2 separate regions of the Rattus norvegicus genome follow, and region 2 is linked to region 1. The links are chromatin contacts, called in public Hi-C maps. All regions are on one chromosome and are shown on one strand. Each heading gives the region's core, a stretch centred on a gene start, on an enhancer-like site or on the middle of the called end of the contact. The rest is flanking DNA. Distances are from core to core; before and after follow the strand shown.

The links. A called contact is a pair of places that touch in the nucleus more often than the background predicts.
Region 2: a contact with region 1 is called in a Hi-C map of psoas muscle, with 5 times the contacts expected there. The contact joins the enhancer-like site here to the promoter of Abra in region 1. A contact is called at or near these places in 3 of 12 Hi-C or Micro-C datasets (the A7r5 cell line, prefrontal cortex and psoas muscle).

Annotation. Positions count from the first base shown.
Region 1 is chr7:74,856,739-74,861,354 of GRCr8, forward strand. It overlaps Abra (actin-binding Rho activating protein), which reads right to left and starts at 2,338. Exons shown (of 2, transcript NM_175844.3): 1 at 1,636-2,338. The coding sequence starts at 2,285.
Region 2 is chr7:74,923,922-74,928,537 of GRCr8, forward strand. No RefSeq gene overlaps it. Among named protein-coding and RNA genes, the nearest start is that of Snora4, 48 kb to the left of the region's middle. Within about 2 kb of position 1,915, at least 2 of the 93 cell types and tissues checked have an H3K27ac peak or open chromatin away from gene starts, as enhancers often do.

The DNA of each region.
Region 1 (4,616 bases), core at 1,088-3,587:
GGCGAAATTTCACTAATTCCCATGTTTGTTTCAGAAAAGTCCTCTCTCTGTTAGGTTAGAATGGGGAGGGAAGCTTTTTCAGAGCCAGAGGGAGATAAACACGCAGCAAGATTAACTGGGGGAGACCAGTTATGGACAGAACTATATACAGTGCGAGTTTATTGCAATGTCTTAAGCTTGAAGGGTCTCTAGGAAGTGTCCTTCACCTGAATCGCAGCTTCAGTGGGTCCAAGGGTCCAACATGTTTGGGATGGGTATGAAGGGAGATGGTTGTGATGTCCCCACAGTCTGTCAGTTGTCTTTGTGGCTGAAGAACCCAAGCTACCCATCCTACTATGCACAAAAATGCTGGCCGTTGGCACTGCCCAGGGACTGTCACTAATTTGATTAATCGGTGTATGGGGGGGTGTCACGGGCCAAAATGACTATCTAAATTGCAGTGCTGTCATTGCTGATCAGCAACTATAACCTTTGTTCTCCTTTCTAAGGAACTTGAGACCCAGGCCTCTGTTAGAAATTGGTAACTATTCCAAAGTCCAAGGAAAGCATTCTTTTTACTAGAATGGAGAAAGGGAGTGGGTGTGATTGTCAAGTTAGGTCAGAGAGATGGTTAAGAGTTCTCGCTCCCAGTGGAAGGGGAAGCCCTGGGTCCTGCTAAGACTGAACCCCCAGTGAACTAGATTGTTGGGGGGAGAACGGCAAGGGGGAGGATGGGGAGAGGAACACCCATAAAGAAGGGGATGGGGGAGGGGGATGTTTGCCTGGAAACCGGGAAAGGGAATAACACTCGAAATGTATATAAGAAATACTCAAGTTAATAAAAAAAAAAAAAAAAAGAGTTCTCGCTCTGCAAACATGAGGACCTGAGTTTGAATCACCACACCTCACATAAAAATACATTCTAGGTATGGCCAACATTCATAGGAGCCCAGCACTGAAAAGCCAACAGACTAATTCCTGGATGCTCACCGGTCCCATAGCTGAGCCAAAATAGCGAGCCTTAGGTTCAGTAAGATACCTGGTCTTGTACATGAGTGGTGAGTGACAAAGAAAGATAGCTGGCATCCTTCTGTGCACACATGCATGTACAGATGCATACACACACTCATGTGTGCAAACACAGAAAAGCAAAAGGCCACGTATTTCCCCCCTTTGGTTTAAAGCCCATCACTTATACTAAAATCCTGCACTTTGGAGGTTACCGAGATCAATCAAACTGACACCTTGCTTTATGCTGAGGGAATTCGAGAAGCATGGGGATTACAAAACAATCTCTGGTTCAACCTTTCCAGATGTCTTGCTTACTGATCACGTGACTTTGGTGTGTCTTAGTGTCTGGGTGTCTCATTTCTAAGCTTGGTGCATGTTTTCCACCACACCAAGAGGGTGGTCCATGTGCGAGTCTAATTCAGGAAGCCCGAGCAGGGTACTGACAGCAGTTCCCACTTACAGGTAAAACAGAAATGGCATGGACCAGAAGGGACAGCTGAAGTTAGCTGTGTCCTTTCAGGCCAGAGATGTGCTCCCTACCCTAAAGGACCCACTGTAACTGGCAGTTCATCCTCTGCCCTCTGTACTTTGGGTACTGACTGGAACTCCTCGGTGATTAAGGAGTGGAAGGATGCATTCACTTACTGGGAGTGCAAGGGGCGTTTAATCCTGGCAGCAGCCACCTGCGCTACATCTTGCTCAGGCCTCTCCTCCATGTCCCCTCCGTAGCCACTGTCCTCTGTGTCTATGCTGTCACTCTTCCACTTGGGCTCCTCCTGTTCCATCACTTTCCAGCCTTTGGTCAGCTCAGATACCAAGTTGGTGCATTTTCTTCTCCGCGTTGGCGAGTCGTGACTGAGGAGGATTCTGTCAATGTCATTGTCTGGCTGGACCGCTTCAGACACGCCGCCATCATGCTCGTACCTGTGGCTCAGGTAGTTCACATCTCCTCCTCTCTCATACGCCTTACTGACAACCGTTCTGGTCACCTCTTTCCTTTTGATATGGGAGACCTCCGTGGCTTCCTCAGAGCCTCGTCCCTCTCTGTCTCCATCTGGCTTTGGAGACGGAGGTTTGGGGGCATGCTGGCGAGGACCCGGTTCTTTAGGAGTGTGAGGTAGGTCTTGAGTTGCTCCTGGCAGCCAGCCTGCAGGCTCCTGGGCCTGTCTGGTACTGTTCTCATTCGCCCACTGCTGCCATCCTCGGGCCAAGTTGATCACCAGGGTTGCTCTGCGGACCTTCTGGAGGGCACTCTTGGCCGGCCCCGCCTCCCTTTCAGTTTCTCCAGGAGCCATGCTACCTGTTTCTTCTCTGCGGACAGCCTAGGCACTGGCTAAAGAGGGAATGTGGTTGAGAGAGTTGCCTGGGATTTAAATAGAAGCAGGGTGTGAGTGGGAAGGAGCGCCTGTGACGGTGGAAACTATGCAAGGCATTTCTTGCCAAGATGTGGTGCTATGGCTCTGACGGTGTTCTGTTTTTAAACCCTGACAGGTCCCATTTCATCACCGCGGAGGGACATCTCTGGTGGCAAAGGACACTGATATGTTCCCTCCTTTCTTCTCCAAGTGCCAGGGTGGAAAGTACTAGATTGAATCATGTGCTTAGCTTTATGTTTTCCTTGACCTTAAAATGTGATCCAACCATTTATAGGAGTAGACAGTTAGTGCACAAATTGTCCTAGACTGTTCCAGGCTTGCTCTCACTTAAACCTCTGTAACCCTCAATACAGCTGTTATTTGGTTCCCTTTAATAGCTGAGTGAAAAGATATCTTACTTCTTCCCAATAATATATGAGATTTTCAAGGCTGGAGCTTCTGTTAATCTATAACCATTAGAAACAAATTGTAGGGGGTTGGGGATTTAGCTCAGTGGTTAGAGCGCTGGTCTAGCAAGCGCAAGGCCCTGGGTTCGGTCCCCAGCTCCGGAAAAAAAAATTAAAAAAACAAACAAAAAAACAAAACAAAACAAAACAGAAACAAATTGTAGAAGGCTGTCTGCTTAGATCTTCATTTTCCAGATGGAAACATTGATGCCCAGAGGAAGAATAAGGTCCAAATGTTGAAAGGTTAATTATTGTTGAAATCCTATTAGCATGTAATATATATGAATATTAAGACACTAAACTGTTCTAATGACATAAAAATTGAATTTTATTTTTATGTATTTTAGAAATTATGGCTAAAATAATCATTGAAATGGTTGAATCCATATAATGACAAAATAATGACTTATCTGAAGCATGCAGTTTATTTTATTTTAGCCCGGAACTTGCTATGTAGAACAAGTTTTGTTTAAACTCCCAGAATTCCACCTGGTTCTTTCTGCCCACTGTGCTAGATAGACTTAAAGGCATGTACCACCAGTCAGGCTCCCGCCTCGCTGTCTTGTTTTTAATGATTAACTCTGAGTTCATTTTTAAATGATTTCTTTTATCTTTGATGTTGTAATTTAATCACATCATTAGTCTTCTCTCCCTACAAACCTCCCATATATCTCTTCATGCTCTCCTTCAAGTTTATGGCTTCTTTTCTCATCAGTTGGTGTGTGTGTGTGTGTGTGTGTGTGTGTGTGTGTGTGTGTGTGTGCTAAATAAATACGTACAACCTGCTAGTCTATGTAAGACTCTGATCCTATACAAAACACTACAGGCAACTAAGGAATGCTGCCAGCAGGAGAAATAGTCTTCCCCGGGGACAAGCTCATCAATCAGTTGTCCAGTACCAAATGGTCAGGCCTGAAAACAGACATTCCTCTTTGTTTTTAATAATAAAATCTTTGGTAGCAGGCAATGATATTTGTTTGAACCTTCAGAACATCAAGTAAATAAATATTTTTAAGAGAACTGAAAGGATAAGTCATGTGGACAGAGAAACAGCACCTGTTCAGTGTATTATACCAGATTAAAACGTGCAGGACTAAGCATTGAATAATTCCTTAAGAACAAATAGACCTTTCTTTTTTCCTTTGCCACTGCTTTAGGCTTTAAACTCTGTCCATTTCTCCAAGGGTGACACACTATATGTTGGAAAAACTGTTGCCTTGTGAACAGTATGAAAAATATAAAAGTTAATTTCTTCTGATAGACACATTCAGTTTAAAAAAAAAAGTATGGTGTCAGTTTTTCATCGTGTCAGTAATTCACGCCCCAGGAGTGAAACAACTTGGAACATGTTATAAAACTCTATCTAGAAATCTGTCCGGTGTGTTCTCTGAGTTCAGCAGCATGTGATGGCATCAACATACCGAGTCCGGATCCCTCTCGGTTAAGTGGGAAATGGGATCACAAGAGCCAGGGACTAACAATAAATTAAATCTCAGCTTTAATTTCTGGCCTTCCTTCCTGCACATTAAACACTGTTGAATGCTAGTTGGATTCCGTTCATCCCCTGGGTCATGGTTAGAATAGGTTTCTCTGATAGTCTCAGAAGCTCAGCCCAGGATCAGGTCGATTTCCTCATTCTACCTTCCAACTCAGCGTTGTTTAGGTTCCATCCCGATAGAGAAGAAATACAGACGGACGACGTTACCGGGGTTTCATAAATTAGCACGCATTGCATTCAGCTGCCTGAGGCTTGAGGCTGTCAGCAGATGGTGTTTTGGGGGCAGGGAGTAGCTTCTAAAAGGTT
Region 2 (4,616 bases), core at 665-3,164, 67 kb after region 1:
AGTGGATGGGTGGGGGAAGCACCCTCTTATAGGCAAAGGGGAGGAGAGATAAGGTGGAAGGTTTGCAGAGAGGAGACCCAGAAGGGGTGACAACGTTTGAAATGTAAATAAAATAATTACTAAAAAATATATGAAAAAATTATCATTTTATTACTTTATCTCCCAGTAACATAACATAACTTTGGTTATTGAGTGTCTTCTGTTCTCAAGATGTTCACTTTCCAATGTGATTATTACTAGAATCTTCAAAATAGAGTCTCACTAGTTATGTCATGGAAATATTTGACATAGTTGAGTTTCTTTAGGTAAGAAAGCTCTGAAAGAGGCTTGCATATAAAAGGAAGTGAAAATTCAATCATTAGATTTCAGGGACTCCAAAATTTAAGTAAATTGTATGGAACTATGTTAGATCCCAGTAAACATTTTCTTTGAAATCCCTTTTCTAGTAATATGGGTTTGATAAAGTTTTCACTTTTCACAGGGACTGTTTTAGATAATGATTCAAAATAATAATCACTTACTGTTATCTTTGACATTACTGAGGGTTGAAAAAACTGAGATAAGGTTTCTTTAGAGTCTCTTAGGACACTGTAGTCTCCCAGGAGTTGGGACAGGGCAAACATTCTACATACATCCACTGAGCTCCATGTGGCTGTCACCTTAGGAGATCTTCCAGCTTCTTCCTTGACCCTTGATATCCTCCTAGAGGCATTTCTAGCTTCATGGCAACCAGACATTGAAAAGGTGGCTAAGATTTCAGATACATGTGCTTCAAGAAAGGACCAGTTACAAGTCATGCTCTTTTAGAAAATCTGCATATGTAAGCTATTTCAGATTCATTCAGCTTCTTAAGAGGCAGGTAGACTGGCTTATAGTTCAAGCAAGAGGGATCCCTGGTGGGTTCAAGATATCATTGAACTCTTACAGCCACTGCAGTCATACTTCATTTTTAAGCCTTGATTTCAGTACAGACAAAACCCCAAATACTTTGGTTCTGGTCAAACCTGTAATTTAGGTCTGTGACCAGAACAAATACAATTTGCCTTTAGAACCATTTCAGGCATATGGTTCTGTTTGTAGTGTGCAATTCACAGTGGTGGCTTTTCGTGAACCACTGTTCAAGCACCACTTACGCCGTGGAGGTTGTTAATGATGACCTCTAGAGATTCTGTCTGTTTGGAACCCGTCCATAGGTCTGTGGCTAATGGGTTTCCACCTCTCCAGCTATGTGGGCCCTGAGGTTTCCGGTGGGGATTCATAGCCAGAAGACAACCTAACCACCTAGAAATATAGATCATAGAAGGATTCTGCTAGGAGAAAAAGGAACTACAGACGTCCTTCCTTTCCTTCTGAGGACTAGATATAAAACCTCTTAAGTGAGAGGTAGCAATTTCCTCAGAGCATACTCCTTGCACTCTTAGGTCACAATTGATCTGACTGCTTTCCCACCCAAGTTCCTCCTTTATCACTTTTTCCTTATCACTCCTGGGTAGAGGAGCTTATTTCCTCTAATGTATCAGGCTTTTCCTTACCATCTTTAGGTCTTGACTCAAGGGTCAGAATCTACCAACATTTTACAGAGGAAGTCATCCTTTGGCCACAATAGAAATGTTCTCTTGAAAAGGCTTATTGTATGTCCTGATTTTAATTTATTATTATTTCTTAATCTAATCTTCTACCTACTAGTATAGATATCAGGAATCATAAAAGTCCCTTCCTACATTCTTCCAGGGCTGGTATTTGTCAGTGGTATAAGGGAAATGGTGGTGGTATGTCATGTTTGAATCTAAGCCTCACTGTGGCTTTCTTGCTAGCTGTGGCTCTTACTTCTAAAGAGGTAGCTTTCCACTAAGGAGGCTATGAAGAAGCCTACTTGGCAAAAACAGGTTGTGATGTGGCCAGATGCCCTGTGAGTGAAATTGGAAGTAGATTCTCCAGTCAGGTGGTTACTTCTGAGGCTCTCATCTGTAATGCGACCTAACTACAGATTTGACTCTCCCAGCCAGGCTCCTGACCTTCAGAAGCTCTACGAAGAAACTAACTCCTGTTATTTTAAGCTGTTAATTTGTAATGCAGATATTAAACATAATCCCCTTTCTGTCTTTTCCATAATCATCCACCTGCTTTGAAGGCATCTGTCTTAAGATTTTATTGCTGCCACGAGACACTGTGACCATGGAAATTTTCATTATTTAACTTGAGACTGTCTTACAGGTTAGAGGTTGTGTCCGTTATCATCATGGCGGGAAGCATGCAGGCTGGCATGGTGCTGGAGAGGCAGCTGAGAGTTCTATACCTGGATTCACAGGCATCAGGAAGAGAGTGTGCTACTGGGCCTGGCTTGAGCTTCTGAAACCCGAAAGCCCACCCCAGTGACACACTTCCTCCAACAAGGTCACATCTCCCAATAGTGCAACTCCCTGTGAACCTACGGGGGCCATGTTCTTCAAACCACTACAGTGTCTAGCAAATGCTGAATGACCTTGGTCCTTAATGCTCTCCACTGCTTCTCAGAGCTCCCGCTTGCTATTGCAGGAGAAATTTGTGGGTCCATTAATTATCTTACCTTTTCATAAACTCGAAAAATTATTATGTAATCTTCATGCAGTGCCTAATAGTACACAGACATAAATGCATACCCTTCTCTCTCTCTCTCTCTCTCTCTCTCTCTCTCTCTCTCTCATGCACACACACATACACACTCACACACACACACACACACACACACACACACATACACACACACACTTGGGGTGCAAATATGTCTCATGCCAGAAGGGCTTCCTAATTAAGTAAGTGCCTTATATGATGTGTTGGTCTGCCATATCTAGATGCTATTTACTTTAGTACAAATATGATATGATCTAGTAAACCTTTTCACCTTGACAGTTTCTTCAGTAAGCTGTCTCCTATTCACAGCATTGTCTTTTGCCTAATCACTTCTTGCTTTTTGTAAAGTCAATTTGCTTGATCTTTGGGAGTTATACACTACTTTTTCCATAGACTATGTTTCCCATTGAATAGCTGGACTGTGATTTTGTTCTCTTTTCCTTAGAGGACATATGTTAAAAACTAGAATTTAATGCCAGTTGATTGTCTCTGAAATGTATGTAATTTTGAATTTTGGATCTCTTCAGCCTAAATTATACCAGCTAGTTTTCTGTAGAAATGTGCGAACTACTTAGTGAAGCTTGAAGTAAACCAGGCAAGTGGCTTGCTCAGGTAACTATTTTTGGCAAAGAACAAGAGGTACAAAATGTGAGTGAAAGCACTCCAGGAGATTAAAAGACACATACATGTCTTGCCTATGTGATTCTCTTCTAGCCTTATCCGTGAGGGCAGACTCCACAACCGCAGATCCATCAGAGTGTACGCCTTTTGCCCTCTCAGTCTTTTGTTTAGAATTTGGTCAGAAACGAAACAAATACAGCTCAGTCCCTGTGTCTTTGGTTCGGAAAAGCCTAGTGTCTTCACCAAGTGGCAACCTTCATTTTAAGTGCCTGCCCTCAGGTACTATGTGGTTGGCCTACGCTACTTGATACTTAATGGCCGTAATAAACATTTTAGTACCTCTTCTTTCTTCTCCCAGCATTCACCTCTCTAACCAGACAATTGCTTGTTAGAGATACCTGCCCTTTATCTAGGGACAGTGGGAGTTGGGCTAGGAATGGTAGTGGTGGTGTTTCCTAGACACCAAAGTCTTCTTGCTCTGTATACAAAGCAAACTGGATGTGGGTGAGTTGAGGTTGAAAGCTGATATCCTCAAACAAAACTCACCTCTGGACACAGCCTTCTCTCCCAGGTACATTCTATTAAATGCTTCCTGTTAGACAAGACGTGGGCTCTAAGATGCTCATAGCAGATGAGCTGCCCAAGGCTACGGCTGACTTTACGGCAGAGGCTTTGTAGGGACTCTTCTTTTTCTCACGCCCAGAATTAGACTGATGCTTAGCACAGTTTTTATAACCTGTGGAGTACTTTCCCCATCTGATTCTGTTCTAGGTGACAGTGAGGTCAGTATTCAGAAACTGTAGCCATCTCCTGATTAACTCCTAGTCTCTACCATGAAACCGCACTTGTAGCCCCAGCTACCCGGTTTCTCTACTCCAGATTCGAAGCCAGCTACATAACTGATTAACAGATTCCTCCACACATCTCTATAGCCTTTATTTTTCTACCTTACTTCCTTATAATAAAATTGAAAAATATGAATTTAACCTTTATAAGTCATCACTAAGTGAAATTTTGCCTTTAACCTACTCCATTCCTTCCAAAGATGGGAAAAACAATCAACGATTTTGTGTTTCCATACAAGGCTACAGTAATATAGCCTTGCAACAGTTTTAATCTCCTTAGACAAAGTGGGACTCAAATTTGCCTCAATTGGAAGTTGTGCTGCTGTGTAGTGGTTGTTTCTGGAAACTGTTTCTTTTTAGCAGCTTGTGTCTGTTTATTTGCATCTATTCTTGGATCTGCTTAGGAACTTTTATGGAAGGAAAGTAGAGGCTAACAGGCTTAGGTACCATGCCACGAGCGTCTTTCTCTTCACTTATACAATGCATATTTCACTGCATAAGCTAATTGTTAATACAAAAGAACATGTATATGTATGAGCC